2 separate regions of the Canis lupus genome follow, and region 1 is linked to region 2. A link is a contact called in public Hi-C data. All regions are on one chromosome and are shown on one strand. Each heading gives the region's core, a stretch centred on a gene start, on an enhancer-like site or on the middle of the called end of the contact. The rest is flanking DNA. Distances are from core to core; before and after follow the strand shown. Region 1 holds the start of IGF1R (insulin-like growth factor 1 receptor). Region 2 holds the start of LOC111094852.

Evidence for each region. A called contact is a pair of places that touch in the nucleus more often than the background predicts.
Region 1: a contact with region 2 is called in a Hi-C map of blood, with 4 times the contacts expected there. The contact joins the promoter of IGF1R here to the promoter of LOC111094852 in region 2. A contact is called at or near these places in 4 of 9 Hi-C or Micro-C datasets (amygdala, blood and liver).

Annotation. Positions count from the first base shown.
Region 1 is chr3:42,177,409-42,181,427 of UU_Cfam_GSD_1.0, reverse strand. It overlaps IGF1R (insulin-like growth factor 1 receptor), which reads right to left and starts at 1,872. Exons shown (of 22, transcript XM_038532717.1): 1 at 1,669-1,872. The coding sequence starts at 1,762.
Region 2 is chr3:42,043,095-42,047,100 of UU_Cfam_GSD_1.0, reverse strand. It overlaps LOC111094852, which reads right to left and starts at 2,112. Exons shown (of 6, transcript XR_005356932.1): 1 at 1,771-2,112; 2 at 1,365-1,477.

The DNA of each region.
Region 1 (4,019 bases), core at 623-3,122, 130 kb before region 2:
AGAGACATCACGCGTTTCAGTAGCATGCCATAAAAAGAATGGATTGGCTCTCCTGTGGCTTCTCAACTGTAGTTAGCTTTTAGAGGCTAGAAACCCTCTCCTGTCCCCCCAAACACCATCTGTAATCCTTAGAAGGGAGCCGAAAGCCTTTCGTCCAATCCAGGGAGCCGAAAGTTTAGAAAACAAAGAGCAGGAGAGCTCAGATTTGGGGAAGGTCCGGCCTCAATCTGAGGCTTACTCCATGTAGTAAACACTAATTCTTTAAAAGAAATCTCCTCTTACTCCATCATGGACTCATTTCTTACAAAACACTTAAAGAAGGGACTGTTTACACAAACAGCCCTTCCGAATCGCGCCCCACCCCCCCGCCGCCGCCTCCCGATTCCCCCCCTCGCTCTTCGAGGCTCAGTCGTGATTTTTTTTCAAAGCTAATTGGCACCACCTGCATACCGTCGGCAAACATTACTCACCAACACACCCTCACCGTTCCCAGCCCCGGTTCTCCGACTGCATGTAAAGTTTAATCGTGCTCAAATTACCCTACCACCGCCAATAGGTCAGTAAAGCACGCTTCAGGCTTTTCGGAGTCCGGAGCCCCCTCCCGTCTCCTCCCTGCACTCACCGTGGGGCCCTAAGTCCTCCCTCGCTCGCTCGCACTTCCCTACCCCTGTCCCACGCTCCCAAAGCAAAAGCTATCAGATTGCAAGTGATAGCGCGTGTGGAGCGATACTGCTTATTAACTTCGTACAAAGGAAGTGCGGGGCGGGGGAGGTAGTGCCGCACAACTCCGGCCACGAACCCAGAACAAAACCCCGTCGCGTCCCCCGCCCGCCCCCGCCGCCCCCGCCGCCCCCGCCGCCCCCGCGGCTCCGCGCACCACACCCCGCGCCCAGGGCCGGGCGCCCAGGTGTGCCCGAGCGGCCCCGCGTCCGAGCACGTGGGTGCGGACGCACGGCGGCTCCGACCGCACACCCAGCCCCGCCGGGACCCAGGAGAGGCGTCCGCCGCCGGGGAGCCCCCGGGCTGCGCAGAGTCCCAGGACCCTGTGGACGCGCTCCCCGGGAAGGCCTGGACGATGCAGACCCCCGACCTTGCAGGGGAGGAGGGGGTTCCCAAGCGGGAGGCCTGCCCCCAACCCCGCGGCCGCACGCACCGAGCAGCTGGGGAACGCGCCGACGAGCGGACCAAAGTGACGGGAAGGGCGGGCCAGGAACCCACACCGCCCGAGGGGCAGAGCGCGCCGGCTGCGAGAGCCGCGCCGGGAGGCTGGAAACGTGTCCCGGGGCTGCGGGGCCTCTCCCGGAGCGCCCCCGCCCCGCAGCCCGGCCCCCGCCGCGCGGGAGCTGTCACCGCCGTCTGCGCGCCGCGCGGGGCCGGGTGGGGGGTGTGCGCGGCGGGGCCCGGGCCGGCGCGAACTTCCCCGACGGAGTCCCGGCGCGGGCTGGGCCGCGGGGCAACGAGCGCCGCCCGAGACCGACACCCGAGACCGACACCCGAGACCGAGACCCGCGGCCCGCGAGGCGGCCCTTCCCGCGCGAGGGCGCGCCGAGCCCCGCACACCCCCGGGCCCGACAGCTGCGACCGCGGCAACTCGGGTTTCGCAAACAGGGCGCAGCCCCTCGGAGGGAAAGTTCCCGCAGTGGCCGCGGGCGGCGGGCACATACTCACTTTCTCCACTCGTCGGCCAGAGCGACAGCGCGGCGGAGAGAAACACGAGCCCCCACAGCGAGGTCGGGGACCCTCCTCCGGAGCCAGACTTCATTCCTTTTATTTGGGACGAAATTCCCCTCTCTCAAAAAAAATTTTTTTTTCTTTAAAAAAAAAAAGAAAAAAAAAGGAAAAGGAAAAAGAAACAGGAAAAAAAAAAAAAAAAACGGGAAAGAAAAAGTCTCCAACTCAGTCTTCGCCCCCCCCCCCCCCAAAACGGGCGAAGGAAACAATACTCGGCAGGCGGCGCCGGCCGGGGACCCTCCGGGCGCGGGGCGGGCGGGCGGCGGCCGGGGCGGCCCCTCAGCGCCGGCAGCCTCGGCCCAGGGCTCGGCGGAGTCGGGAACCCGAGGCGCTCCGGGGCGGGCTGTCGGCGTCGTCGGCCTCCATTTTCAAACCCAGAGAGGCAGGAGGGGGGGAAACTGCACGGAAAGGGGGCAAAGCCCAAATTCGTCTCGGCGGAGAAAAACAAACCCGACCCCAGGCGGAGGGGTGGCCGTCCGACAGCCGAGCCTCCGCGGCGGGAGGGCGCGACGCAGTTGGCGAGACCGCCCCGAAGTCCGGGTCGCGGGCGAGGCCGGCCGGGGGCAGAAATGCGGAGTAAAAATGAATGAGCGGCTCCCCCTCCTCCTCCGCTCGCCGCCGCCTCCTCCCTCAGCGCCGCCGCCGCCGCCGCCGCCGCCGCCGCCGCGAGCTCCTTCCCAAATCCAGAACACACACAAAGCGGCGGGCCGGCCGCGCCGCGCTCAGCACTCCCGCCGCGCCGCCCGGGCTCCGCGCCGGCCCCCGCCCGGCCCCCGCCGGCCCCCGCCGCCGCCCGCCGCCGCCCGCCCGGCCCCCGCTGCCGCCGGCTCCGCGCGCGGGGGCTCCGGCTCGCTGAAGGTCAAAGCCGAGGCGCGCCACGCGCCGTGCAGCTCCCCTCGCGCGGGAGGGGCGTGGAGGGCCCGGGCCCGGGAGCGGGGCCGAGGGTCTGCAAGCGCTGGGCACGGGCGCGCCGGGGGCAGGCGAGCTGGCGGCGTCCCTCTCGCTCGCTCGCCTCTCTCGAGTTCGCCTGGTGCGCTCGCTCCTCCTCGGGTTTTTTCTTTTTTTTTTTCTTTTTTTTTTTTTTTTTTTTTTTTTTTTCCGCTCAGCGGAGTTAATGCTGGTAAACAAGAGCCTCAGCCTCGCCGCGCCGCTGCCGCCGCCGCCGCCGCCGCCGCTGCCACACACTGGGGGCTCGCGCGCGCGAACTCTCGGGGCCGCGCACACGCTCTCGCGCGCACTTCGGAGCGGCCACAGCCGCAGCCGCGGCGCGCCCAGGGCCCGGCCCAGGCCGGCGCGCGCCAAGAGCCGGAGCCCGGGATTCCCGGGACGTGCGGAGCGGAGCCCGGGCGTGGGGTGCGAGGCTGCGAGGCGCCGCCCCCGCCCCCCGCCCCCCGCCCGCGCCCGCGCCCGCGCCCGCGCCGGCACCCGCGCGCGCGCGCCCACACGCTCTCGCCCCCACCCGCACTGCGCCGGCCACCCTGCACGCGCCCTCCCCTCCCGCAAGACTCCAAAAACAATGCCCCCGGCGCCGGCCCGGGCTCGGCGGAGGGGCAGGCTGGGGAGCAGAGGAGGAGGGGAGGGGAGGGGGCCGGAGGGGGCGGGGTGAGCGGGCCGTGCGGGGCCGGAGGGGTTCATTGACAACAACAGCGCGGCTGAAAAGCGCGTTTCCCGGGTTCTTGAAAAGCTTCATTGTTTCTTGCAGCTGTTGCAAAAATAAATAAATAAGTGCGTGCATGCGGCATTTTTTTCGCGGCGTGCTGGAAAGCCCGAATGTGGCGGGAGGGGCACACCTGGGAGAAAGGGGACCCCCGAGCTACTAGAGCAGGCACTTTCACGCCAGGCGGGGACGGCCGCGGCCTCCCGACCAGGGAGCTCGGAGTTCTGAGGCTTGCGGGGAGCTGAAGGAAGGGCGCGGCCCGCGTGGCTTGGCCCAGGGGCGCCAGGGGAGACAGCCCGCCGTCCGCCGCGGGCCCCGAGCGGGGGAAGGGGGGCCCAGACAGGCTGCCCCGCGTGCCCAGGGCGCGTCCCCGCGGCGGCCGCCAGGGGGCGCGGCAGGCGCCGGGGAGGGCCGGCCGGCGGAGAGTCGCCTCCCTTCGGGAGAGGAAATGTGGGGGCCCGGACAGGGGGCTGGCGGGGCTGGGTCGCGCTGGCCGGGCCTCCACGACCCGCAGCCCGCCCCGGGCGCTCCTCGCGGCCGCACGCGGCTCCGGGCTCCTCCACGTGGGCGGCTGCGGGGAGCGACCGAGGCGCGTGCACCGCGCGGGACTGCGGGGCCCCGGGGTGGGGGC
Region 2 (4,006 bases), core at 863-3,362:
CAGGAGATCTGCAGGTGACTGGTTCTTATATCTAAAGGTATAATCAGCCCTACCTGATTGTGTTCCACAGTCACCCCAAAGACATATGAATAATAGCAATTATTCATATTATGGAGGCAGTTAAAACCTCCACTCCTATAACAACACTTCAGCTCAGCACATAGGACTATTTATGATCTCTTCTTTTCCTCCAGGCTGCCCATAATCAAAAGGACACAGGAATCAGAGTCTGGTCCTGCCAGACTGTGTAACTTTGAGTAATTTGCTTAACCTCTCTGATTCTGAATTCCTTCTACATGCAATAACTATCTACATCCTAGGTTTTCTGTAAGGATTCAGGCATGTACGTAAAAAGCCTTGAGTAATCTGTCGCCTCCAGCTGGCACTCAAACAGAGGTAGCTGATTATACTACTCCCTAGACATTTATTGATCCCCTTCTGGATGCCAGGCTCTGGGATAAAGGTTTTACAAGCATTATTTCACTTAATGCCCCTCCCCCCACGGCAACCACCCTGAGAGGTATGCCCTAGCGTGCTCCCCATGGGCCACTGTCTTCAGCTCTTTGCATATGAGAAAATCATCCAATCCTCCCAATAGCTGGAGCAAAGAGATTAAGGGGCACAGCCAAGGCTGGGTTACTCTTCCTCGGGCCTTGCTGGGTAGCAGGGTGCCACTGCCCCTCTAAACAGGGCAGTCCCTGAGATGATGAGACATCAAGGATTCAGTTATAACTTCCCCTCCCAAGTGTGGTAAAGTGTCCCTTGGACTCCACCTGCCTCAAGACACAGTCAGAGAGCAGAATCCAAGCAACTGAATGGAACCAAATGGAGACTTGGGAGTTTAATGGTGGGAAGCACTGCAGGAGGAGTGCAGAGTGGGGACTTACAGGACACGGCTGGATGGGGTGCTAGCCGATCTGGCAAGGGACAAGACAGTAGTCGTGGCTGCCACATTCCTGATCCTGTCAAGGACCCTCTCTGGCTCCTGTAATGAAGACTTGAGCTCTGGATGTCAGGGCAAACCCAGACAGCGCTTGTTCTCACTGAAGCTGGGGACCAATAAAACACTGACTGGAAAAGAAATGGTCTACAAGATTTTCTTGCTCTAATTTTCCAGGAGAAGTATACTATGTAGCAAAGCTTCTTGGAAACCTGGAAACCCCCCAAAATTGGAAGAAGCAGCTTTCTCTCTTTTACGATTTCATGAAGAGGGAGATAGAGGAAAAAACACATTTCTTGGATATAACTTTATTCACACAAACTTTCTTTAAAAAAAAAAAAGAAAAGAAAAAGAAAAAGAAGAAAACCTGGCACCAGTTCATCAAGCATGAAACTGTTACTCCATTGACTCTTTAAAAAGTTACCTGTAATTGTGTGGCCTGGAAAATTAGTTTATCTCCAGATGAGGAAACCCAAAACTGGTCTTCTGGGTGAAAATTATTGCCCCCTTCTCCCCAGGAAGCAGATGGAATGAACCCTGGGAAGGGGCAGAGTTGTTTCAGGTGGGACGCCCAGCCAAACAAAAGGGCCCCTACCAATCGCCCCAAATGGAAAATTGAAGTTAGCAACAGCTTTTCCCCCCGCCCTCACCCTGCAGGCCCCTCTTTGGGGCCCTCTGTGTAGCATCAGGTACTAGCAGCGGCTGCCCCAGAACCGCCCCCGCCCCCGCCCCCGCCGCGAGGCCTTAAAGCAGAAGCTAACGCCCCCTGCCTCCCCGGATCTCGGGGCTCGGTCCCGCCCCTGGGGAGCACCTGCAGCCACCAGCCTCACCTCCACAGGTGGTAGCTTTCGCCTGTCTTGCTGGGGAAATGCAAATCATGCTCCTGTTTGGGTTCTTTTTAAAAGATCTTCGGAGAATGACACATCTTTACTGGAGCTTTTATTCGGAGGGTCACTGGCGAGGTCATTGGGCTCCTAAAGATGGGCCAGGCCCTGGCTTTGAAGTGTGAAGGACCACGGTTCAAATCCCAGCTTTGTCTGTGTGACCTGAGCCTCTGGGAGCGAGGCGGAGCCCGGCGAGGGTCACTTCTGCGCGGCTGACGCGTTGTGACGATCGGCACAGCGGGGCGCGCCGGGCCAGCCCCCGCCTCCCTGCAGCGCCGCCGACGGGCCGGGGCCGGGGCCGGGGCGGGGGCCGGGGCGGGGGCGGGGGCCGGGGTCGGGGCCGCGGTCGGGGCCGCTCCGCCGCCCGCTCACCTGGGACGCCGCCGAGCGGGCGGGGGGGCGGGGCGCGCAAAGAAAGGGGCCCCCGGCGCTGCTAAGCTTCCTGGAGCAGCCCACCGACCTTCCTCACGCAATTTGCATCCCGGCGGCCCCTGAAAGGGACGCCCGCACCCGCCGCTGCCGCAGCAAACGGGTCACATGAAACCTGCACGGCAAAGTCACACCCTCCACCGAAGCCCATCTTCCGATGTTGCGGCTTCGACTGTCGCATTAAAAAAGGCGTTGTTAAAAAAAAATAAAATAAAATAAAAAAGGCGTTGTTTTCTTCCTCTCGCGCCCTGCCCCCGCCCCCGGCCGCCGCCGCCGCCGCCCCCGCCCCCGCCCCCGCCCCCGCCCCGGCGCGCACACAAAAGAAGCCCCGGAGACCGCGGTACCGGAACCCCGGGCTTGTTTACCGCTTCGGGCGCCTCCGCGCGGCGCTGCCCGGCACCGCCACCTGCCGGCGGGAGACGGCACCACAGCGGGAGCCGCCAGCCGCCGCGGGCCGATGACCCAACGCCGCAGGCATCCGAGGATAACCTTTCCCCTTTCTTTCCAAGACCAAATAAGGGGGCGCTTCCCTCGGCTGGCGGGCCTGCGGCGGTCAGGCCCAGGGGCGTGGAAAGGACGGTCCGGGACGCGGCGGACGGTCGGCGCAACAACCCACCGCATTGTCCCCGTGGCGGGCGGCGCTCCCCCCCCTGCTCGGGCGGGCACGGCCCGGGCCCAGGCGGGGCGCCCCCTGGGCACCCCCTGGGCACCCCCCGCCCCGCGCCCCCCGGGCAGCACCGCGGCGCCCGCCGCCCGCCCCCGGAAGGGGAGGGCCGGGGAGCCCCGGCAGCGCGCCCTGCAGTCCCCCCGCGACCCCGCGGGGCCCCCGAGCCGGGCTGGGGGCGCGGCCCGAGGGGAGCCAGGCCCGGCTGCCGGGGCTCGGGACCCGGGCATCAGCCCCGACGGAGGGCGTCGCCGGGGGCCCGCGGTGCTCGGTCACCGCAGAAACCGAGATTTGACCTATATTTTCAAATATGGCCCCGACTCTAGTTTTCCTTCTAGAAATCAAAGTGAGAGAGGCTGACCGGTTAATCTTCCTACGGCTTCGCGTTCCGGGAGGCCATCCAGAGGCTTGGGCAAGGCGGGAGGTCCCGCTGGCTGCGCGCGGACGCCGTGCCAGGGTCTCGGGGCGCCCTGGGCCAGCAGGCCGCGGCCGCCCCGCTCCGGCCTCCTGCCCACCTCAGGCCCCCGGCCCACCCACTGAGGCGGACCACAGTCGTCAAGATCTTCAGTGTGGGGGGTCCCGGGGTGGCGCAGCGGTTTGGCGCCTGCCTTTGGCCCAGGGCGCGATCCTGGAGTCCCGGGATCGGGCCCCACGTCGGGCTCCCTGCATGGAGCCTGCTTCTCCCTCTGCCTGTGTCTCTGCCTCTCTCTCTCTCTCTCTCTCTCTGACTATAATAAATAAATAAATAATAAATAAATAAATAAATAAATCTTCAGTATGCTCACCGTTTGGCTATCTCACTCTACTTCTCTCAGTTTTATCCCAGGTAGGTAACGGGGAGTACGTATCCAGATGATGGTCACAGACCTGCTTGTGACAGCAACAACAGTTGGCCGTAATTGAGCATCTACTCTGTGCTGGAAACGGTTATAAATGTTTTGTGGAGGGACGCCTCTCTGGCTCAGCGGTTTAGCATCTGCCTTTGGCTCATGTCATGATCTGGGGGTCCTGGGATCAAGTTCCGCATTTGGCTCCCTGAGAGGAGCCTGCTTCTCCCTCTGCCTATGTATACTCCGCCTCTCTGTGTGT